3 separate regions of the Sus scrofa genome follow, and regions 1 and 2 are each linked to region 3. The links are chromatin contacts, called in public Hi-C maps. All regions are on one chromosome and are shown on one strand. Each heading gives the region's core, a stretch centred on a gene start, on an enhancer-like site or on the middle of the called end of the contact. The rest is flanking DNA. Distances are from core to core; before and after follow the strand shown. Region 1 has its middle 370 kb from the start of HSF2. Region 2 has its middle 340 kb from the start of HSF2. Region 3 has its middle 250 kb from the start of HSF2.

Region 1 (3,610 bases), core at 585-3,084, 120 kb before region 3:
TACAATTATTTTTTGAACTTCTTTTCAATGGTCATTCACATAACTGCTCTTCCTGCATCAAATTTCTCATTTGAAAAAAGATCTTTGCCAAGAGACTTTACATCTCTTTGAATAGGAAAAAGATTGTCTATATTGCAACTCTCCTTTCTTCCATTAACTGTGAAGAAATCTGGGGTCTGGGGAAGGGATCCTATCCCTAAGAAGATCAACCCCATGTTATTGGTAGCTTAACTGGTCTTGGTGGCAAAGATCTGGAAAAGGAAAAGAAACAAGTGGGTCTTAGGTTAACACTAACAAGAAAGAGGAGATAAATGCTGAGCCATGCTACATTTAAGGAAGACCTTCAACTTGGAGGTGAAGGTGAGTAGGATAGAGAGCTTCCACCTCTATTTTGAAATGAAGGGAGGACTAAGCATGTTTATCTTGAATTTGCCTATATTATTCAATCATTTCTGGCATGAGATTCCCCACTACTCACCAGGAGCCTCCTCACACCCAGGAACATATGTTTTCAATTGGGAAGTGCTTGCAAAAAGACCACCTGCCAGCAAAGGGAATGTTTTTCCTCTCCCAGTGGGGGGCTTACAGACAGGTTTTAATGTAGTTAAATAGGAACAGAGAAGCCTGGGAGAATGATGTTACAGGCTAGACTGCTTATTGAGATTTATTTTTAAATAGAAAAGGGAAATGTGTAAGGTATTAAAATGATGGCTTTTATTCCCTTTATGCGTCCTCCATCAGAACTTTGAGTCCTTTCTTTCCTCACACCTCCTCTCCATATTTCTTTGTTCAGTTGTGTTTGGTGATATAACCCAACAGTTTTAACCTAATAAATAAAATATTTTTAAAGTTTCCATTCTGAGAGCTACTGCTCTAAGCAAATACAAAACTCTGTGGTTGTGAGTGTAGATGAAAACAAATCCTATTGTTTACACTGTTTTTATTATACCATCACCAAAAGTGAGGAGGGAATTGCGGAGGCTATTGAAGAGCTAGCACCTGAAACATTTAAGTATTAAAATTAACCTTAAGCACCAATGGCAAACTTTTATGCACAGAAGAGAGAAGTTGTTTGTGGGGGAAAGGGAACTGAGAAGGAGAGGAATGCGGGGAGGAAGAAACCAAATACCCTCCAAAGAGTTTAGGAAGGGGGGCCATTCCTTACTTATCCTCCTGATTTCAGCCGTTTTCTTCTCACAGGTACTCAGTCATTCCATGAAGCGTAAACAGATGCTGGGAGACTGAGTTCTGGAGTTTGATAAAATGTTTTTTTTCTTAATTTTGCTGTTTTGTTTTGTTTTATTGGTCGTGCCCAGGGCATGTGGCAGTTCCCAGGCCAGGGACTGAACCCTGTGCTGTGACAATGTGGGATCCTTAACCCACAGGGAATGCCAAGAAGAAAGGCTCCTTCTTAGGAAAAAAAAAAGAAGAAGAAGAACGGAATGAGGAAAACTCAGCCACAATATTTGATGAGATAAAAAGCTGTGGGTAAAGATTTCACTACACATATCATTTTATACAATCAATCTCACAATCAAATAGCTAGAGGGAATGCTTCCTCCTTGGACATTCTTGGAGTCCTCCTCATCCCCCGCATTGGAGGCTTTTCTATTAATCTCTTAAATCCAGGGAATGCAAGTAAAACAACTCTACCAGCAGTGATAGCCTTGTCTGAGTGGACTAGCCCTCATACGAATGCTGCAGGCACATTCCACAGGGATGAAAGTGATCTCAAACACCCCGCTACAGTTGACAAAATCTAGGAGGCAGGTGACAAAGTGGTGACACAGTCAATGATGACAGCCAAAAAGCAGTTCCAAGTTAATATCACACACAGACTTGCGCTTGCTTCACTCTGTGTCACATTGTTATGTGGTAGAGACAAACTAAAATGAGGGGGTGAAAAACTCATTCCACCAGCCTTCCCTGTTGTGTAATAAGATTGCAGTACAAAGGTTTTTCTACCCATGGGAGGTCTTTGAGTATTTCACCACCCAGGAACCCAAAGTTAACTAGATCAACTGCTTAAAACAATAAGTCTAAGATTCTGTATTGCATTAGCTCACCAAGCAAAAGGGAAGAGAAGAAACAGGAATATAATAAGGAATTAGGTAAACTTCCTATGCTTACTTTCTCATGACACTCTTCTCTTGAGAATTCATAGGCTAGCACTGTCTTACAATAACTTGCCTTAAAAGTGACATAATAGAAGTGTGTGCAATTAATTCACATTTAGTGACCTCAGAACAGTCTTTCATAAGACGATGTGTAGTCACGTCCCTGTCAAGGCAACCCTTGGTCTATAACCTATAGGAAGCAAGGAAGGAGAGTATTCCAGAAGCATCCATCACTTTCTCTTGTATATTATGGAACACCTATTGTTTACTGTGAGTTTTTGTTCTTTTGTCTCAGAAGGTTCATTCCATGTGCAAGCCATGAGGTTCATACCTTCTTACTTTTCAAGAGGGGAAACAAAATCTTTTACTTTTTCCAAGGAAGCTAGCTTTTATGGAGTGTATTTTCTTTTAGCTAGGTAACTCAGAATTGCACATCTCACAAAATCCTCTCCTTTGGTAGCATGTCTCCAATATTTGAATGAAAGAAAAATGTTGTGTTTGAGGATGAAACCTATTATCTTGTTCAGAATACCCACAGAATGTGAAGAAATGGAAATCAAGTTTTAGAACAAAGTGAATGTCTGAAAAAAATCACTGTATTTTCCCATTCAGAACTTTAAGAACTTGAATTTAACCAAATTGACCTTTCAGCCTGTTTCCTACCCTTCCTGTTCCTGCCTCTCCCTTTTAACCTCCTTCCTTTCCTTGACAAACATTTATTGATGACCACTTACTCTGTGCCAGGCAATTGTGCTAGGCTCCAAAGGTGGCAGAAAAGGAATCTAAGATGAATGAAAAATTTTGTCTTTCACATTTCACTTCATACATTTCTGAAATATTTGTGCTTTCTCCCACCAAGTATGTATCACCTTATGACATTTTAAAAAGAACTTTTATAAAAAGTAAAATAATCATGATATCCTAAAAAAGAGGTCAACACATTTTCTGTAAAGGGCCATGTAGAAAATATTTTAGATAGTGAATATTTTCATTATCTGTTTGGAACTTACTCAAGTCTGCTACTATAGTGTGAAAACTGCCATAGACAATATGTAAAAACATAGGTGTGGCTATGTTCCAATAAAACTTTATTTACAAAAAAAAGTGGCCCAGATTTGGCCCATGAGCCTTAGTTTGCTGACACCTTATCTAAAAAATTGAGACGGGGTCTGTCTAATCCAGGGATTTTTTTTTTTTTTTCCCATCTGTCTTTTCTAGGACCACACCAATGGCATATGGAGGTTCCCAGACTAGGGGTCCAATCGGAGCTGTAGTGGCCTGCTTACACCACAGCTCACAGCAATGCCAGATCCTTAACCCATTGAGCGAGGCCAGGGATGGAATCAGAGTCCTCATGGATGCTGGTCAGGTTCATTAACTGCTGAGCCATGATGGGAACTCCCAGTGATTTTTTTCTGGAAAAATCTAATCCAGTGATTATTTCCAATAGCATCATGTACAAGCCATAGTAAAGTACTATGTTAAATATCAGA
Region 2 (3,958 bases), core at 1,328-3,827, 85 kb before region 3:
TTTCTTCACTCAGTTTCTCCCTTGACTACATGTTACATAATAGTAGCATAACATCAAAAACAGAAAAACTGACATTAGTACACTGTGTGTGTGTCATTCTATGACATTTTATCTCCTGTGTAGATTTGGTTTGACCAACATAATCAAGATAACCATGCCATCACTACAAAGATCTCTTCCCTTTCACTACCCGTCTATCACACTCCACCACCATTCATAATCTCTGACATCACTAATTTGTTCTCCTTCTCTATAATTTTGTCATCTCAGGAACATTATACGAATGGACTTACCTAGTATGTGATGTTTAGACATTGTTTGTTTGTTTTTCACTCAGCATGATGCTCTTGAAATTCATCTAAGTGGGTGCTTTATGAATTGTTTATTCCTTTTTATTGGAATTAATGTCAAGGACTTTAAGTTCTGAGTTGTATGGTAAGCATATGTTTACTTTCTAAGAAAACTAAACGATTTTCCAGAGTAGCTGTATCATTTTACATTTTCAGCAGTAATGTGTGAGAGATCCAGTTTCTCTGCATCCTCACCTACAAATTAATACTGTCACTATTTTTACTTTAGCTGTTTTAATAGGTGTGTGGTAACACCTCATCATGGTCTCATGCATTTGTTGCTATCTCTACATCTCCTCAAAGACACTGTTTATTTATTTTAAATATATTCATAGGATACCAAATGATTTCATACGATATCAGTGATTTATTCAAGTAATAAAGAATGTATTTATTAATCAAATATGTTAGTTTTCCTGCAGAAGGTCCTTTGTAACATAATCTCAGGAATTGTACAGAATATAATTACAGTGCATGTATCATCCTATAATTAATGATTACTAGCGAAGTTTAAGAAATACTTCCAAAACAGTAAAAAGTAAAAGTAATATAAAATTCCCCAAACAAAATGAAACATATAAAAAATTAAACACTTGATGTTTTCCAAATAATTTAAAATAATAAGTAAGCTTATTATTGTAAGAGAACACAAAGGAAAGGTGTTTAATAATATTTTTTTGAAAAATCATTTTGTACAGAATAATATGATATAATGAATATATTCATAATAACTAAAAGGTAATAAAAGATAATTATTTAACTTAGTTACATTTCCATACAGGATTAATTTTCAAGTGCCTTTCTTTATCCCTGTTTTTGCTTTTTACTAACACAAGGAAAGCTACTAAAAAGTCTTAACAGACAAAATGAAAAGTAGGCTTATCACAGGGGAATCAAACTTTGACATAATAGTTATTGAAATTATATTTGGAATGTAGTTTATAATCCTCCTAAAATATTTAATTAACTTGGGTGAAAGTATTCCTTCAATCAATATTTATTATGCACCACTGTATATCTTTATTAAGTTAGTACTTTCAAGGCTCTTGGGATTCATGGATAAGTGAAACACATTCCCTGATTTTAAGAGACTTTCATGCTAGGTGAAGTCAGAAAGAGAAAGACAAATACCATATGATATCATTTATATCTGGAATCTAATATACAGCACAAATGAAACTTTCCACAGAGAAGAAACTCATAGACTTAGAGAACAGACTTGTGGTTGCCAGTGGGGAGGGGAAGGGAGTGGGATGGACAGGGAGTCTGAGGTTAATAGATGAAAACCATTGCCTTTGGGATGGATAAGCAATGAGATCCTGCTCTATAGCACTGGGAACTATATCTGGTCACTTATGATGGAGTATGATGGAGGATAATGTGAGAAAAAGTATGTGTGACTGTGTCTCTCTGCTGTACTGTAGAAACAGAATACTATAAACCATCTATAATGGAAAAAATTAAAATCATTAAAAAAAGAGACAAAGAATAAATAATATTTTATGGTCCAAGATGGTTAACCCTCTGAATTTAACAAAGCTATTCTGAATATTTAATAGTGTTCATTTACATGGTACTTTAATTTTTAATTTATATCCATTTAGAAATTTCAAAATTCATGAAAAATAACAAAATGAGAGAAAAATTAAGATGGCAGTTGAAAGCAACATTCTCTACCTAATAGTTATGAATTATATATTTTTTTTGTTTGATTAACTTCTTCAAAAGATTTGATTTGGTTACGGCTAATGGAAATTCTAATGCATATATGTTGTGTCCTGTAACCATTTGCTTATTTCAATTACTTAATAACTAACTAACTATAGATGCTAGATTGTACATGTTGGCCTACATAATGATAGGTTAGAATCTGAGAGAGTATTCTAATAGAATTCATATATAATGTGGATTTCCCCCAAATTTGATGGGTTTCTTAGACCAAAGACCTCAAGAAAAGAAAAGTACATGCATAAAATGATAGTGTTCCCTATACACCTGGAGGGATTGCACAGGAAAAGAACAGGAAGAATTTTTCCTAATTTCATTCAGGCCTAAATATGAAGACATGAACAATAGATGCAACTTGGATAGATTTCCTGGGTGTTTCAAATTTGAAAGGGATAAATAAAGTATGTTAAAAATATCCACTCTAAAATATCTGAGATAGAATTTTCTTTGTAAAGGTCTAATGAGCCAGGAAGTTGGACTAGATTCCTTCTCAAGGTCATGCCAACCTTTAAGAAATTTCTGCCTTCTCTTCTGTAAGAACAGAGCCTCCTCCTCTCCAACCCCCACCCTGATCAGCTGAGGTAACTGGCATTTTGCGATGGCTTTCTTAATGCTAATACCGTAATAAACAGTGCCATCTACTGACTAAATTATATTATTGACCACCTCCCAGAAGGAGGAACTATTCTTGGGATTATAAATCCTAAGAGGTTTGTTATATTCATTTACATGAGTAACATGTTATACACACTTACTTAAAGTTACAGGGAATGTAGATGTAGTATGTTTTGGACTTTTTTTTTGTTTTTTTGGTTTGTTTTGTTTTCATAGATGAGAAGATTTAGATTCAAAAAGATCAATCAATTTGCCCCAAATTTTGACATGGCATTTTTCAGTGAGCACCATTGTGAACTGAACCCTAGGAATGGAAGGAAATTTATCACTTTGGAGATGGAAATCAATCTGCAAAGTTGTCCATCCATTGGGGGAAAATCTGACAGATGTGATTAATGACGGAAGTATGAAATCAATAACAGTGAGGAAAGGTGGGAAATTGCTGATGTAAAGGTTTGGGAGGACATGCTCACATGTAGGCTTAAGTAAAAATAATGATAGAGGAAATATTAAGTCAAGGCTATTTTGTTTCTTTCTTCTTAAATACAGAGAGTTGGACCTACTTGATGATGATTGCAAAAGCTTGATTTGTCCTCATAAAAGTATGATATGTAAAATGAACCCATTTTCCTTTAAGACATTTCCCATCCCAACTTTACAGCTCAAGAATTAAAATAAGTATAATCATATTATATATAACTTCTCCATTTATACCAATCAGGTAAGCAAAATACAGCAAAAGCAATGAATATTTTCCCATTTTCATTATTAGGAATTAAACCATGTTTGGTTTATATTTGTGCCCAAGACATAAGTTATTTATTAGATTACCTCTAAATATTCAATTCCAATGGACTCTTACTTTTACCCTTCATAGCATCTAAGTGCAGTGTGTCTTATTCAAGCAAGGGACTTAAATATTTGTGAAGTGAATGCTGGTGGAAGGATAGTCTGCCTTCCCACTTAAGGTAATAAGTTATCAGGCTGATTACAACAGACCCAGGTATTTCGTTGTTGTTATTGCTTTTAGGCTCATACAAGTTTAAGTAAAACATACAAGAATATTAAAAATATAAACATACCAAATTAAGGAACTTAGTGTTAACAACAGCAAAATTAATCACATTAGAAATTATTTCCAATCATAATAGTCAACCTTCATCGTGATCTCTTCTGTCTTCTACACTTGGAAGAAACTAAAACACTGAAAACCCAAGTTTGACTTTGAGACTGTGTGAGCATTTAGGATTTCAGAACGTGGCTTT
Region 3 (3,528 bases), core at 127-2,626:
AACCGCTATATCACATATTTCTTTTTCTAGTGAGATATTGAGAAATTATCTGTCACCCTGCTCAGATAAAAACTTGGTTGCTATGTATTTGTTGAGCCTCACACAATTCCTGATCAAGAGAGAGTTGGCCCCTTTTTCATGGTGACAGGAATCAGTGTGAGAAAATTTCAGATACTAAAGATTTGATAGGGGCTAGAGCATCATGACCAACCAAATCATGATGGTGTCCTCATCAAATAGTACTTATCCTCTAAAAGGCTCACTGTAAGGTCACTGCACTTCTGATCTAAACCAGCAGAGAGGGATTCTCTGCAGGCTGGTGATCTATCTTTAGCGCTCACTGGAGTTCTTGGCTCTTCTAAAGCTCATCATGTGAAATGTTTCAGTCATCTTTGACAATGTTATCACCTAACATGCACATGAGATCTACTTAACACCACTAGTCAGTCGGAAAATATAGTACCGGGCTCTAAGATCAGTTGCTCTAGACTGAAAATCTATCTCGACCACAACCAGAATGACAACAGGGATTTGCTCATCTAGTTAGTTTTCTTCCATAGCTTCATTTGGTGATTGGTAACTATAAGTACCAACATTTATAATGGTATACTGAAAACCATTCCAAGTTTTTTATATTGATTACTCATTTAATCCTTGCCACAACCTTACATGGTAGGTACTATCATCATTTCTATTTTAAAGGTAAGGAAACAGAGTCACAGATGGAGTAAGTAACCTGCTCAAGGTGAAGGAAATATGTATCAGAGCTCAGATTTGAACCCTTGTATCCTGGCATCAGGAGGTAGAAATAATCACATGATATGGCCCCAATAATTAACTGGGCTTAAATAGAAATAGTTAACTTATTAGATTTTGTCACCCTGTTTCTACTAAAATTTTATTCCAGAAAACCCTATAATTAAATTATTTTTAGTCTGATCATTTAACTTGAGAAAGCTGTGTTTGCATGAAAAAGAATCAGTCTAGTTGACCTAACAGAATTCCCTAAATTCTCCTTTCTAAATGATAGCCAGAAAAAATGTAAGTTCGAACCATATAAAATTGCTTTTATTTTACTTCTTTGACTAACAGAACAGGCAATTTTGTGTGGCTCAACTTAATACAAAGGGGAAGCTACAAATTCATATTCAGTCTAGCTGTCTTTTTATTTAGCATCATGATGATTTTCACTGCCATTCACGATCTCTTTCTTGGCATCCCTCATGTCAGGTAAAACTACTATCTCTTGGTGACAGAGAACAAGTCAGGGCCAGGGGCCTAGACTGTAACTGGGGGATAAAATCATTTCTTATAAGATAGAACTTGGCCTCTGATGTCTGAAGAGTCCTAACCTTGGCCTCATTCGCCCTGGGAGCTCTTCAGTACAAGTGCTTAATAATGTGAGATGTGACTTGCCTATGAAAGTAGATTCAACCCAAGCCTTTATTATTTTACTTCTTTTCAAAGAAACTCCTCTTGAAACCTAACAGCAAAAGAGGCACATTTTCTGATTGAAAAGTTAATTAGTTATAATAGTTCAGAGAATGCCGTAAAACACTCAGAAACCATAACACCTACAACATGCTAAAATCCTCATTTCTTCCACAGGATTTTTCAATGCTAAAAACAGCATCAGTGCCAGTATTCCTGGCAAAAACATTGCTAATTGATAATCAGAAGAATCCAGCTAATGTGTTTACTGAGTGTGAACAAGAAAGGTTGTCACATTCAGAAGTTCCAAAATAGTTTTCTTTCTTTAGAAAATGCGTACCTTCCCAGGACATGCAGCAGCTCTCTCATGTGATTTAGTCTGTGTCACTGGCCCCAGCTGATTCAGAACAGAGGTGACTTCTGGGCTATTGCAAGTGCCATTTTCTGTACTTGGCAATGGTGGCAGTCTGGATGTCCTCATCACGTGAAAAGGTTGACAGCACAGTCATTTTAAAATTTGCCCAGAAACCCTATAGAAGGTATGAAAGGTGGCACCCAGAAGATAAATGGTAGGATCAGGGAATAGGAACGTGGTTGTTATCGCTGACACAGACCATTCTTCCTGTCGCCAAGATATCACCAACACGTCTTTCACTGTGAGGTGATAGGTTTGGGAGATACAAATAAGAGCATATAATTTTTATCCACTTCAGAAGGAGATAGGCACAAACACCTAAAAATGACACTCTAATACAAGGCCAACTCTAGAAGAGCGAATGACACTTGGTTTTATAATGCCATCTTCCCAAGTTTCTAATGGCCATTTAAACAAATTTGTGTTGTTAGACAAAAAGATGTATAATCTTATAAGCATTTTGGAAGCAGTCTTTTTCAGCCATAATATATTAATATATCACACTGGAAAAATTGTCTACAACTAGAGTGATGAAAAGAAAGTAGGAAACAAGCTTCTAATAGTTGGAAGAAAGTACACTTTCTTCATAACACTGAAAATAGTCCTGCTCTTGGCAGGAGCTTGGATACCCTATAATCCAATTGCCTTCTCTTTAGAAATAAGGAAACTGAGCCCAGAAAAGCTAAGCAATATATACATTTTAAAGAGCATTTTATTAAAACTCAATAGAGGAGTTCCCTTGTGCCACAGCAGGATAAGGATCCTGCTTATTGTCGTCCCTGAAATGGCTCAGATGTGGCATACTTGTATTTCATCCCTGGCCCAGGAACTTCCACATGCTGTGGGCGTGGCCAAAAAAATCAATAAACCTTCAATATTCTTTTAAGAATATTTTTACTCTTTTGCTTTTGACAAAATTACAGAATGTCTAAGCTACGAAAGGTTGGCTGAAAATTGAAGACTTCAGGTCTGTTTAATACTTGGAACCAGTGTGGTAGCCAGTGTGGTATATACTCAAAGTAATTCTCGGGAAAAGAGAGACACACAACTGTTTTTTACATTTCATCTTCTTCAGGCATCCCAATGAGCAAAGCTTTCAACAAAATGATAGACATTGAGACAGTTTATTATGGAAAAAAAAAATGCTTTTTGAGTCATAAGAGTCTGTTCCAAAGAGTTAGGGCTACTTGGTGTGAGATACATTCTGCCTTAGCCTCATTTTACAAAATTATAAAATGTGTTTAATACTTCCTGACCTGTTGTAAAGTCCTTCAAAGCTAGATTTAAGCCTTGAACCAAATTATTCTCATGATTGTGCATGCATTTTAAACATACGTATGTATTTACCAAAAATAACATTTTAAAATTCTATTTTAAATGGTAAAATTAAATTGCATAAAAATTAAATTTAAAAGTAAATATAAATAATAATAAAGATTTAAAGGTTATTTAGAAGTTAGATAAGACACTATATAAAACACAATATATTATGCAAAACATATGGTAAATATTTACTGTCTTTATTCATTAATATATTCAATAAATACTTAAATCCTATTCTCTGTAAACCCAGTATTTTGGTGGGGTTTTTTTGAGTAATAAAGCAATAAATTTTACACAAATCCTATCTTGAGGGGCTGTTAGTATTTACGTCCTCAATAAGATGGAAAAGTGGTATGATT

What was found. A called contact is a pair of places that touch in the nucleus more often than the background predicts.
Region 1: a contact with region 3 is called in a Hi-C map of heart right ventricle, with 9 times the contacts expected there. The contact joins two enhancer-like sites. A contact is called at or near these places in 2 of 47 Hi-C or Micro-C datasets (fetal heart ventricle and heart right ventricle).
Region 2: a Hi-C map of heart right ventricle shows a contact between it and region 3, with 6 times the contacts expected there. The contact joins two enhancer-like sites. A contact is called at or near these places in 2 of 47 Hi-C or Micro-C datasets (fetal heart ventricle and heart right ventricle).

Annotation. Positions count from the first base shown.
Region 1 is chr1:40,545,640-40,549,249 of Sscrofa11.1, reverse strand. No RefSeq gene overlaps it. Among named protein-coding and RNA genes, the nearest start is that of HSF2, 370 kb to the right of the region's middle. Within about 2 kb of position 1,834, at least 10 of the 83 cell types and tissues checked have an H3K27ac peak or open chromatin away from gene starts, as enhancers often do.
Region 2 is chr1:40,514,005-40,517,962 of Sscrofa11.1, reverse strand. No RefSeq gene overlaps it. Among named protein-coding and RNA genes, the nearest start is that of HSF2, 340 kb to the right of the region's middle. Within about 2 kb of position 2,577, at least 2 of the 83 cell types and tissues checked have an H3K27ac peak or open chromatin away from gene starts, as enhancers often do.
Region 3 is chr1:40,428,294-40,431,821 of Sscrofa11.1, reverse strand. No RefSeq gene overlaps it. Among named protein-coding and RNA genes, the nearest start is that of HSF2, 250 kb to the right of the region's middle. Within about 2 kb of position 1,376, at least 4 of the 83 cell types and tissues checked have an H3K27ac peak or open chromatin away from gene starts, as enhancers often do.